Linked DNA regions of Mus musculus: region 1 is linked to region 2. The links are chromatin contacts, called in public HiChIP or PLAC-seq maps. All regions are on one chromosome and are shown on one strand. The core of a region is the stretch at or near the end of the contact, and the rest is flanking DNA. Distances in the headings are between cores, read along the strand shown. Region 1 holds the start of Zfp850 (zinc finger protein 850). Region 2 holds the start of Zfp59 (zinc finger protein 59).

Region 1 (5,464 bases), core at 2,521-5,020, 180 kb before region 2:
CATAATGAGATCTGATGTCCTCTTCTGGTGTGTCTGAAGACAGCTACAGTGTACTTACGTATAATAATGAATAAATCTTTGGGCCTGAGCAAGCGGGACTGACTGGAGCAAGCAGGGGTCCTAAAAATTCAGTTCCCAGCAACCACATGAAGGCTCACAACGATCTGTACAGCTGCAGTGTACTCACATACATAAAATAAATAAATAAATCTTTAAAAAATTAAAGAAGCTGTGCTCTAGAAGCTGTGAAGGTGAAGCCTGGATTGCCTTGAAGACCCCAAGGGTTTAGAGATGCCAGAGCTGTGGGGTAGGTGCTGAGGAAAGCTAGTAACAGTTTTGCAGCCAACAAAAATGAAAGGAGTTGGAGATCTGATGTCAAAGAGGATTGGGGGGCGGGGTGTCTGGTGAGATGGCTCAGCGGTTAAGAGTGCCGACTGTGGGCCGGGTGGTGGTGGTGCATGCCTTTAATCCCAGCACTTGGAGGCAGAGACAGATGGATTTCTGAGTTCCAGGCCAGCCTGGTCTACAAAGTGAGTTCCAGGACAGCCAAGACTATACAGAGAAACCCTGTCTTGAAAAACCAAAAAAAAAAAAAAAAAAAAAAAAAAAAGAGTGAGTGCTGACTGCTCTTCCAAAGGTCCTGAGTTCAAATCCCAGCAACCACATAGTGGCTGACAACCATCCGTAACAAAATCTGATGCCCTCTTCTGGAGTGTCTGAAGACAGCTACAGTGACTTACATATAATAAATAAATAAATCAGTTGAGATGCAGAGTTTGGAGTCTGCTGAGCTGGATTTTAGTCCTGCTTTGGTCCAGTATTTCCTCACTGTGCTCCCGTTCTTGGAATGGTGATATATATCCTGTGCCACCATATGTTAGGAATATTTGATCTACATTTTGATTTTGATTTTATAGGGGATTACAGAATCCTCTATAAAAGGGATTACATGAATTTCAGAATAGGCTTTAAACTTTTAAACACTGTTGAAACTGTGATAGACTGTGGGGACTCTTGAAGTTGGACTAAATGCATTTTTCATTATGACATTACTACAAGTCTATCTATCAAACTCAGAGATCTGCTTGCTTCTTCCTTGAGTGCTGGGATTAAAAGTGTGTGCCACTGGAGAGGTGGTGGTGGCTCATGTCTCTAATTCTATCACTGGAGGAGGCAGATCTCTGAGTTCTGTGTCAGCCTGGTCTACAGAGTGAGTTTCAGGACAGCTAGGGCTACACAGTAAAAAAAAAAAAAAAAACAAAAAAAAACATGTGTCTAAGAAGAAAAAAGAAAAAAAAGTATGCATTGTAACACCCTGAACTGTGAACGAGTGTCCCTTCTTATACCTGTTACAGGGAGATGTTCTGTACCGTGTGACTGACAGGCAGTCTACAACCTGTGCTTGCAATCAGGCCGTCCGATTCCTGGACACCAGGCGAGAGGGAAGGACTCTGTTAACTGGGAGCCCATATGGAGAGTGAGCTAGGAGTTTTATGGAAGGAGTCTAGGAAAAAGGAGCTACTGGAGGAGAGTCACAAAATGGCTTGCTCACATGGAATGAGAGACTCCATTTGGATTTGGTCTGGTGAGCCTTCTGCACTGCTCATCTCAAGCTCAGCAGCTCCTGTGGGTTTAATGGGACGAAGGCCCTGAACAGACTCATCCAAGATGCTTACTGCAGCATCCAGTGCAACTGTGGCAGCACTGTCTGTGTAGTGGTTGTGGGTGCATGGTTCCCCCAGAGACGTGGCTCTGTAGCTGCCCTGCTGATCCAGCCAAGGGTGTGAAATCCGAGTGCTACCCAGAGGGTCCTTCATCCATTGTCATGAGCAGACCAGGGAACACCCACAGTGCTGCTGTAGTAACCAGATACTTGGGAGGCAGAGGCAGGCAGATCTCTGTGTTCAAGTCCAGCTTGGTCTACAGAGAGAGTTCTGGGACAACCAAGGAAAAACAGAGAAATTTTGTCTCAAAAAGAACTGAACCCAACCAACTGAAACCTAAACCAGGCAACCACACACACACACACACACACACACACACACACACACACACACACACAAAACCCATGTAAGAACATGGCAGAAGTATGGAAATCCATGTTCATTGTGGAGAGGGGCGGCTCACTCACAGGATAGATGTAGAAGAGGATGGGTGTGAAGAGAGGATCCATCAGGAAGGGGATTTCTCAACACATGCCTATGGTCACCTTTAAGGAATACCTTAAAATAGATGGAGTCTTTCATTTTTAAAAGTGCAGTACAAAATATATAAGGTATTGGCTTTCCCCTTCCCCCGAAAAAAAAAAAAAAAGCATAAAAAGGGAAGCTTTAAACAGAAGCATCTCCAGGTAACGGGCATTTCTGCCAGGAGTGTGTATACAAGAACACCCTCCCTTCAAGGCCCCCTGATTCCATTAAAGTTTAATTGTCTTGATTTTTATTCTGTCTGCATTCATAGCTGATGATGCTGTCTAAATCATCTATGCCCTGTTGCTTTTCTGGATTCCTTCTATCAGTTATTGAGACTGAAAACTTTTGTATGCAATGCTGGATTTGGCTGTTTCTCCTTATTTCTCTATTGGACGTTTCCCCTCATGTTTTGAAGGTGTGGTATTACACGCATACTGTTTATTTTAGTTTTTTAGACAGGTCTTCACTAAATAGTCCTTGGTGGCCTCATCTCATAGACATTCACTGGCTGTGTCTCCTCATTGCTGGGGTCACATGCATGTGCTACCACGCCCAGCCAAGGATATTTTCACTTGATGACTTGCTGTCTCTGTTATTGCTGTTAGTACTGGCGATGCTCTTTGCCCCCAGAACTGCCTCCATTTTAAAGTTGACTTAAGTCTTTTTTTTTTTTAATACTATTGTGAGGATGGTCACTTTGAATCGGCTAGAATATTTAACACATTTTCTGTAGTTAACACTTATCTGCAAATTAATGTGGCACCTATACTTTAGCATTTACATAATTTACAGTACATTTAATGCAATTAGTTTTATTACTAGGATTGTTTAGCCTTTTCACAATTTCTTTCTATCATGTTTGGAAAAAGTTCTTTGTATAACATGAGAAAAAACAAAAGTGGTTTCGAAAGTTCCATAGTGTCAAGTTACAATAAATGTGTCTATCCTATAAAAAAGAGGCCTATGTTTTGGGTTTGTGTTTTGTTTGTTTTTTAGTTTTTTGTTTTTTAGGACACTTAACGCGTGCTAGTCATTCATCCTCCAACAGGAGGTAAATGACTGCCTATTGAACACAGTTCTGGTGATACATACAGATGTAGTCGTCACTCAATTTTTTCTATCTAGTCAACAGGGACACCGAACCCTGGAAGGGTCCAGAATATCTGGCTCTTTGAAATCGTTAATATAAACTACCCAACTTTAGAAACCAACCAATTCTTTAGTTCGGTCTTTTCAAATTTACCATAGTCCCTAGCAGAGCACAGCGTAGTGGAATCCCACTGAGTGGGACTCAGGCAAAGCGTCCGTCCCGATCTGATCTACTTCCTATTCTAAATTTTAAAATTTCCGCTCGTCCGTCCACGCCACAGGAGGGAAAATCAGGTAGACACAGAACACCAAACTCCGTTTTGATCCCAGGAGGCAGCCTCCCCTCGAAGCATGGGGAGCCCCCTGCCCCCCCACCGTGGGAACTCCCACAAGCCACTGGGCCCAGTTCCCGGATGGGCCGGGCTAAGTTGCATGCTGGGACCTTTCGGAAACGCCGGGCTTCTTGAAGGCTCCACATAGCTCCGGACGCCGCCAAGGGTCTTTGGCATCCCGGTGCCACCAACACGGAAGGTCTGATCTTTCTGGTCCAAAGAAATTGCTGGTTGGCTTCGGTCTCCACAGAGTAAGGTGGGCTGGGTATCGGTGTGGGCGCTGGTGTAGGGTGAATGGAGATGTTGACGCGTACGGGCGTGTGTGAGCGTGTGTGAGCGTGTGTTTGTGTGGGTGGGTGGGCGCGCGCTCGCGCGCGTCTCTCTGTGTATACACACCTTGAGCTCTCTGCTCATCTGTGTCACTGTGCTTATCATTTTCTTTCAAGGCCACAGGGGTTGGAGCAGAGGGCTAAGCATCACTAAGGAGAAGTCAGGTGCGGAGTCTGAAGGGAAGCTTTCCCTGAGGTACACACGAGCTTGGGAGGTGCTTTTAAGGCCGGAAGTGCCTCCGAGGGTCGCTTAGGAGGGCTGCTCTGGGTTGAATACCCGAAGTTTCTCAGAGCTGTAGCCATGAGAGTGTTGAGGGACGTGAAGGAAAATGCTCGGTGAGGATGCTCTCGGATATAGTCTGAGATCTCGTGGAATTATCAGTAAATGAAGGAGGAACGTGAAAATTGATACCTTCACCTCTGGGGCCCATAACGTTGTCCCTTCCCTTTCCACTTCACCTTATCATTTCAATGAACCCCGCCTTTTCTTCTCTACAATCACCCTTTTCCTAAGATGTTCTAGGTAGAAACCTCCAGAGGTTATCGTTAGGTCTCTCAAACTCTGATTTTATAAATCGATTTCTATTTGGATGGCATCGCATATCAGATGCGATCCTTTGATCCTTACAGGCCTTGTTTTCAAAGCAGGCCAGGAATGTCGGGGATAGATGATGTGTTCACTGTGAGGATTATGGCAGTGGGAAAGTGATAGCACTGAATTTGGCATCTTTGAAAGCTAGTGATTTTCTGAGTGTGTGTGTGTGTGTGTGTGTGTGTGTGTGTGTGTGTGTGTAATGGGTAACGTTGGCCAGATCCAGATGAGCAATGCCATGATTGATCGTGGAGTGTGGATCTGTGGTATCGGGTTGGAATCTTGGTTCTGTCCCCTCAGGCTCTCCAGGCCTGTCAGGAACCGTAGGATGCCTGTGGTGAAGCCTGTTAGTGCAGTGCCGCCATATCCTAAGGGCCTGGTGTGCTTTAGTTGTTCTCTGTGAGGCCATCTTGGGTTCATTCCACTCAGTGTTCAGCAGGACAAGGGAGTGTGAGAAACAATGCGATTGCTGGTGGATGTTTAAGAAAGTGACTTAAAAAGAAAAGCTAGGCTTCGTGGTATACATTTAATCTCAGAGGCAGAAGCAGGAGGATCACTGTGAGTTCAGGGTCAGCTTGGTCCACATAGCAAGGTCTAGGCTAGCTGGGCCACACAGTGAGATGCTGTTTTAAAAACAAGGACAGGAAAATGAATGTGCTAATGCAGAACATATTTTTTTAAAACTTTTCAGATAAAAATGTTCATATTGTGCATAGCATAATATTTTGAAGTTTTTCTATACTTTGGGATGACTAAATCGGTCACACTTTTGTAGAGAATATGCTAGCGTCTACTCAAACCCATTAATTGTCACCGTTTTTACATGATATATCAGGTGAACTTTTGTTATGTAGGTGAGATTTTGTGATGTTTAATCAACATCTTCTGAACTCACTTAAGGACCTACGCCTCCCACTGTCAACCATGATG
Region 2 (5,207 bases), core at 553-3,052:
GCCTGCCGCAGTTACACAAAAGATAAACTAACAGGGTGGGACCCTGTACGGAAATTACCATTTATACCACTCGTGGGCCTAAATTAAAGAGTCCCCGGCTGACCTTGAGCTCAGGAATCCATCTGCCCTTTAATGCACAAACAAAAACCATAGCGGGGTGGGATCTCCTACAATTGCCACTCCCTAATCCCCGTTACCTCCTCCCTTAGTGGTTTCCTGACAAGTTGGCTCCTACTGTAGCTGCCTTGGCTCTTCCTGAAGCCCCCTCATATAATTCATACCGCATCCTCATTATTTGAGAAATTATTTGTTTTTGAATCCATGTTTTTAGAGTTCTTTCCCACAGCCTTAAGTGCTGTTCTGAAGGTCCCATTTTGTGGAGACATTAGCCACACCTTGACTCATGCTGTCTTTGATTATCACGGAGACATTATCATTAAGAGGGGGGGACTTTCCTTAAAAGAGGGAATGTACATGATTATACAAACCAGCCTTAGGTCCGGAGCAGCCATCCACGCTTGTGGCCCACATCCCCTGGCCCTGTCCCAGCGGCAATAACCAGGTAAGGAACCCAAAATGACCTCACAGAGCAACAACTAAAGCACACCAGGCCCTTAGGATATGGCGGCACTGCGCTAACAGACTTCACCACAGGCATCCTAAGGTTCCTGACAGGCCTGGAGAGCCTGAGGGGACAGAACCAAGACTCCAACGGGATACCACAGATCCACATCCCTATATTTAAACATGGCATTGCTCATCTGCATCTGGCCAACATTACCCATTTTACACACACACACACACACACACACACACACACACACACAAAATACCTAGTCCTCAAGGATGCCAAATTCAGTGCTATTACTTTCCCACTCCCCAAATCCTCCCTGGTGACCAGACCATCTATCGCCTACATTCTTCCCTTGCTTCGAATGAAGGCCTGTAAAGATCAAAGGCCATCTGAGGTGTGACACCATCAAGATACAAATTGATTTAGTTGAGAGCCCTAACGCTACCCTCTAGAAATTCCTAGTTACAACATCTCAGGAAAAGGTAGAGATTGTGGGAGAAGACGCCACGGATCATTGAAACTAAGTGGAAAGGGCAGGGACAATGTAAGGGACACAATGGTGGAGGTATCAATTCGCCTGTTCCTCCTTCCCTCACTTCCATTCCATATTCTAAAACTAAAACCTCATTTTTCAAACAGAAACAGAAAACTCATTCTTGAATCCACATCCCTCTCCAGCCCTCCTTTGGAATGGCCACCTAGGGAAGCCTGAGTAAGCATGAGATCGCAGACCATATCTGAGAGCATGCTCAATGGCTGCAGCTCTGAGAAAGTCAGGGGACTCAACAAGTACCCTCCCTCCAAGACGACACCCCCGTCCTTAAATTATAGCCCTAAGCTCAAGTCTGAGCCTCGGGGAAAGCTTCCCTTCAGACCCCGCACCTGACCTCCCCTTACTGAAGCTTGGTCCTCTGCTTTAGTCCCTGTGTCCCTGAGAGAAAGCAGGAGCAGACAGCGACAAGCACAGAGACACAGATTATGCAGAGAGCTCAAGGTGTGTATACAGTTAGACTCAAAGACACACACACACACACACACACACACCATACAGCCACCCCACCGCCTGTACACACCCCTCCCAGCCCGCTGGCTCCGGTCTTACTCTGGGGAGACATAAACCAAAAGCCTATGCGCTACTTCCGGCGCGGTGGTCCCGGAAAACACAGTTGTCACAAGCAAAGCCCTGGAGAAGCCTGGAGCGTCCCGGAGATCCCGGCGTGCAACTCGGGCCAGCCCATCAGAAAACCGAGTCCAGTGGCTTGTGGGAGTGCCCACGTGGGTGCGCGCTTAAAGGGGAGGCGCCCTCCTTTGAGCAAAAGGTACTTCCGGTTCTCCGCGTAACTGATTTTCTTTCTCCTGTAGAGAAGACGGAGGAGTCTGAATTCCCTGCTTTAGATAGAAAATGTGACTGAGGACCGTATCGCTATGTACCAACAGAACTGTGTCCGTTAGGCAGGCTAGACGAGCCTCTTAATAAAACTAATCGCATTAAAAGTACTGTAAATCGTCTAAACGCCAAAATTTGCCACATTTAGATTTGAAAAGTCAGACCCAGCTATGTGTTAACTACAGAAAATATATTAAAGATAAATACTCTAGCAGATTCAAAGTAACCATCTTCGCATGATCAAAAGAAAACTCAGGTCGATTATAAAATGGAGGTAGATTAATAAAGAGGCCAAGTCATCAAGTGACAGTAAACATGGGCGTGGTAGCAATGGCTTTTATCCCAGCGATGGGGAGGCACAGCCAGCTGCATGTCTGTGAGAAGAGACCACCGAGGACTACCCAGTGAAACCCTGTCTAAGAACTAAAATACACTCAGATTATGGTGGCACATGCCTTTAGTCACCGCCCTAAGGAGGCAGAGGAGGTGTCTGAAAAAAATTAATTAAAAATAAACTCAGAATACACTCCTACTGTCTTGAAAGGACTAAATAAACTAAAATTCAGAGGATACCCCAAATGTCTCAAACAAATAAGTACATAAATACATAAACAAAATTAACTCAGAGTATACTCAAATAGCACACCTTTAAACATGAAGAGGGGGGAAGTCCCGCTAGAACAATAGGGAATGATAGCAAAATCAATCAACACATTCAAATGTTGTCAATTTAAAAAACTGATAGAACAACACCCTCCAAGAGCAACAGAGCATAGCTGATTTGGACAGCATCTCAACTCTGAGTGAAGTCAATAAAAATGGAGACACTTAAGCTCTAATGACACGAGGGGATCTGGAAAGGGAACTGTTCCTGTACGCTCACCTGTGGGAGAAACGCTCATTACCTGAAGATGTTGCTGTGGAAAGCTTTCTCTTTTATCCTTTTTTCTTGGCGGGGCATCTATTACTTCATATATTTTGTATTGCACTTTTAAATATTAAAGACTCCATCTATTTTGAGTTATCCCACGAGCAGATTACTGAGGTAGGCAAGGAGTCTCCAGACAGACCCAAGTGACTGCTTCTGCAAAGCTTGGGTTTTGTTTCACCGGCTTTTGGATCATTTATAAAGATGCTTAGCCTTCTGTCATCCAATGTGTTCCGTCCTCCTTTCTCTCCACAGTGTGATTCTGGTCGGTCTGCTCCATCTTTCCTGTGTCACAGTTCTTTTCTTAGTGCTACCCCTTATCCTTCATGGAAGTAAAATCAGTTAATTGCCCTCTGTTTTCTCCACAGGAGCCATGGGGCGCTGAATACGTAACTAGAGATTAATGTCCACCATAAGTGTTTCCTTAGCTACAGTCACTTGAATTCTTCCTGGGGTGCTGCAGGCCACATCCCCAGTCTCAGCTCTCAGCTCTTTCTGCCTCTGTCTCCTGCTCTGTGTGTGCATAGCTTCTCCCTCCTCCTCCTCACACAAAGATGCATCTGTGTTTCTTTTCAAGTTTTCTCCTCTCCTGCTTCTGAAGGTGACTGTAGGCATGTGTTGAGAAATCCCTGCATTCCCTTCCCCCTTCCTGATGGACCCTCACTTCACACCCATCCTCTTCTCTTCCACATCTATCCTGTGAGTGAGCCGCCCCTCTCCACAATGAGCACTGATTTCCATACTCTATCATGTTCTTATGTGGGGTTTTGGTTGTTGCTGCTTAGGTTTTGCTTTTGGTTGATTGGGCTTGGTTTTTGTTTTGTTTTGCTTTTTGTTTGTTTGGGTTTTTTTTTTTTTTTTGACACAAGGTTTACTCTGTGTGGCCTTGGCCGTCCTAAAACTTTCCCTGTAGATCAAGCTGGCCTTGAACTCAGATCTGCCTGCCTCTGCCTCCCAAGTGCTAGAATTAAGGTGTGCACCACCATCTGGCTGAATGTTAGGTTTAGAATAATGTCACACCCCCATAGACTCATGTGAAGTGGCATTATTGGGGGTATGTCCTGAGCAGAGTATTTGTGGCTTTGAGGGAGGAAGTGTGTCACATGGGGGTGAACTTGGAAGTTTCAGGAGCTCAAGCAAGACCCTGTGTTTCTCTATCTTCCTGATGTCTTAGGTCCAGATATACAACTTTCAACTACCTCTGCAGTGCCTTGACTGTCTGCACACTGCCATGATTGCCCCCATAATGATGATGGACTAAACCTCCTACCTGTAAGCCAGCCTCGGTTAAATATTTTTCATTATAAGACTTGCTGTGGTCATGGTGTCTCTTCACAGCAGTATAAAACCCTAAGTAAGAGAGATCTCAGTCTAATTGAGTGCACCTATAGTAATCAATGAACCTGGGCAGCTGCCTTTCGTTCCCATCTATGCCGAAATCTCTTTAAATCCCATGAGGCTCTGGGTGGCCTGTGACAATGCCACTTACTGAGGGAGAGCTTGTTCATTCCCTTCTTCATCTTCTTTTCTTCTAGTTATCATGTGAGTGTAGTGTGCCTGTCTACATGTGTGTGGGAAGTGGTGTACATGCAGATGCATACAAGTGAATAAGGCTTTATGACCTATAGGACAGAAACTAAAATACCAAAACAACACAAAATGAAGCAAAAGGTCCACACAAATACCACTGAGTTTATTTTGTGTTAGCCAATTATTTCTGGGCATGTGGCCTGTCCTCGGGTATGGTGGATATACCCAGTGAGGCTGCATTGGAGAAAACTGTATTCTCTGCAAGTTCTTCCTTATACGCAATGAAAGAACAACCTATTTAGCTGGATATGGAAGAACCTGCAATCCCAGCATCCCAGAGCTGGAAAGAGTGAGGCAAGAGAGCCAGGAGTTCAAGATCAGCCTGAGCTACAGGATGAGACCTGTCTTGCAAAGCAAGCAAGCAAGCAAGCAAGCAAGCAAGCAAGCAAGCAAGCAAGCAACATAGAAAGTTAGAAAGAGGAAAAAGAAAAGTGGGGCTGCAGACTGGATCAGCATTTGAGAGTGAGCACTGCTCTTATATAGGACCCCAGTTTGGTTCCTAGCACTCATACTGAAAGGCTCTCAACTGCCTGTCACTTCATCTCCTGGAGATCCAGTGTCATCTTTTGGAATCTGTAAGCACCCACACTCATGGAGGCATTTCCTCACTGAGGCTCCTTTCTCTGTGAGCACTCTAGCTTGTGTTACATTGGCACACAAAAGCCGCTGGTACAGGCTGTGAGAAGAACAAGTGACTTTAAGAATATCTCTAGCTGTCTCAAAAAAAA

Evidence for each region. HiChIP or PLAC-seq counts read pairs in DNA pulled down with a chosen protein or histone mark.
Region 1: a contact with region 2 is called in an H3K27ac HiChIP or PLAC-seq map of embryonic stem cells, with 18 read pairs. The contact joins the promoter of Zfp850 here to the promoter of Zfp59 in region 2. A contact is called at or near these places in 4 of 39 promoter capture datasets (the C10 cell line, Sertoli cells and embryonic stem cells), 3 of 484 Hi-C or Micro-C datasets (cerebral cortex, fibroblasts and pancreatic beta cells), 12 of 115 datasets of contacts at active chromatin or transcription factors (the 230-238 cell line, the SCID.adh cell line, bone marrow-derived macrophages and 2 more) and 4 of 9 other capture datasets (adipose tissue, embryonic stem cells, liver and 1 more).

Annotation. Positions count from the first base shown.
Region 1 is chr7:28,012,421-28,017,884 of GRCm38.p6, reverse strand. It overlaps Zfp850 (zinc finger protein 850), which reads left to right and starts at 3,770. Exons shown (of 6, transcript NM_001254951.1): 1 at 3,770-3,869; 2 at 5,435-5,464.
Region 2 is chr7:27,835,179-27,840,385 of GRCm38.p6, reverse strand. It overlaps Zfp59 (zinc finger protein 59), which reads right to left and starts at 1,802. Exons shown (of 5, transcript NM_011762.3): 1 at 1,677-1,802.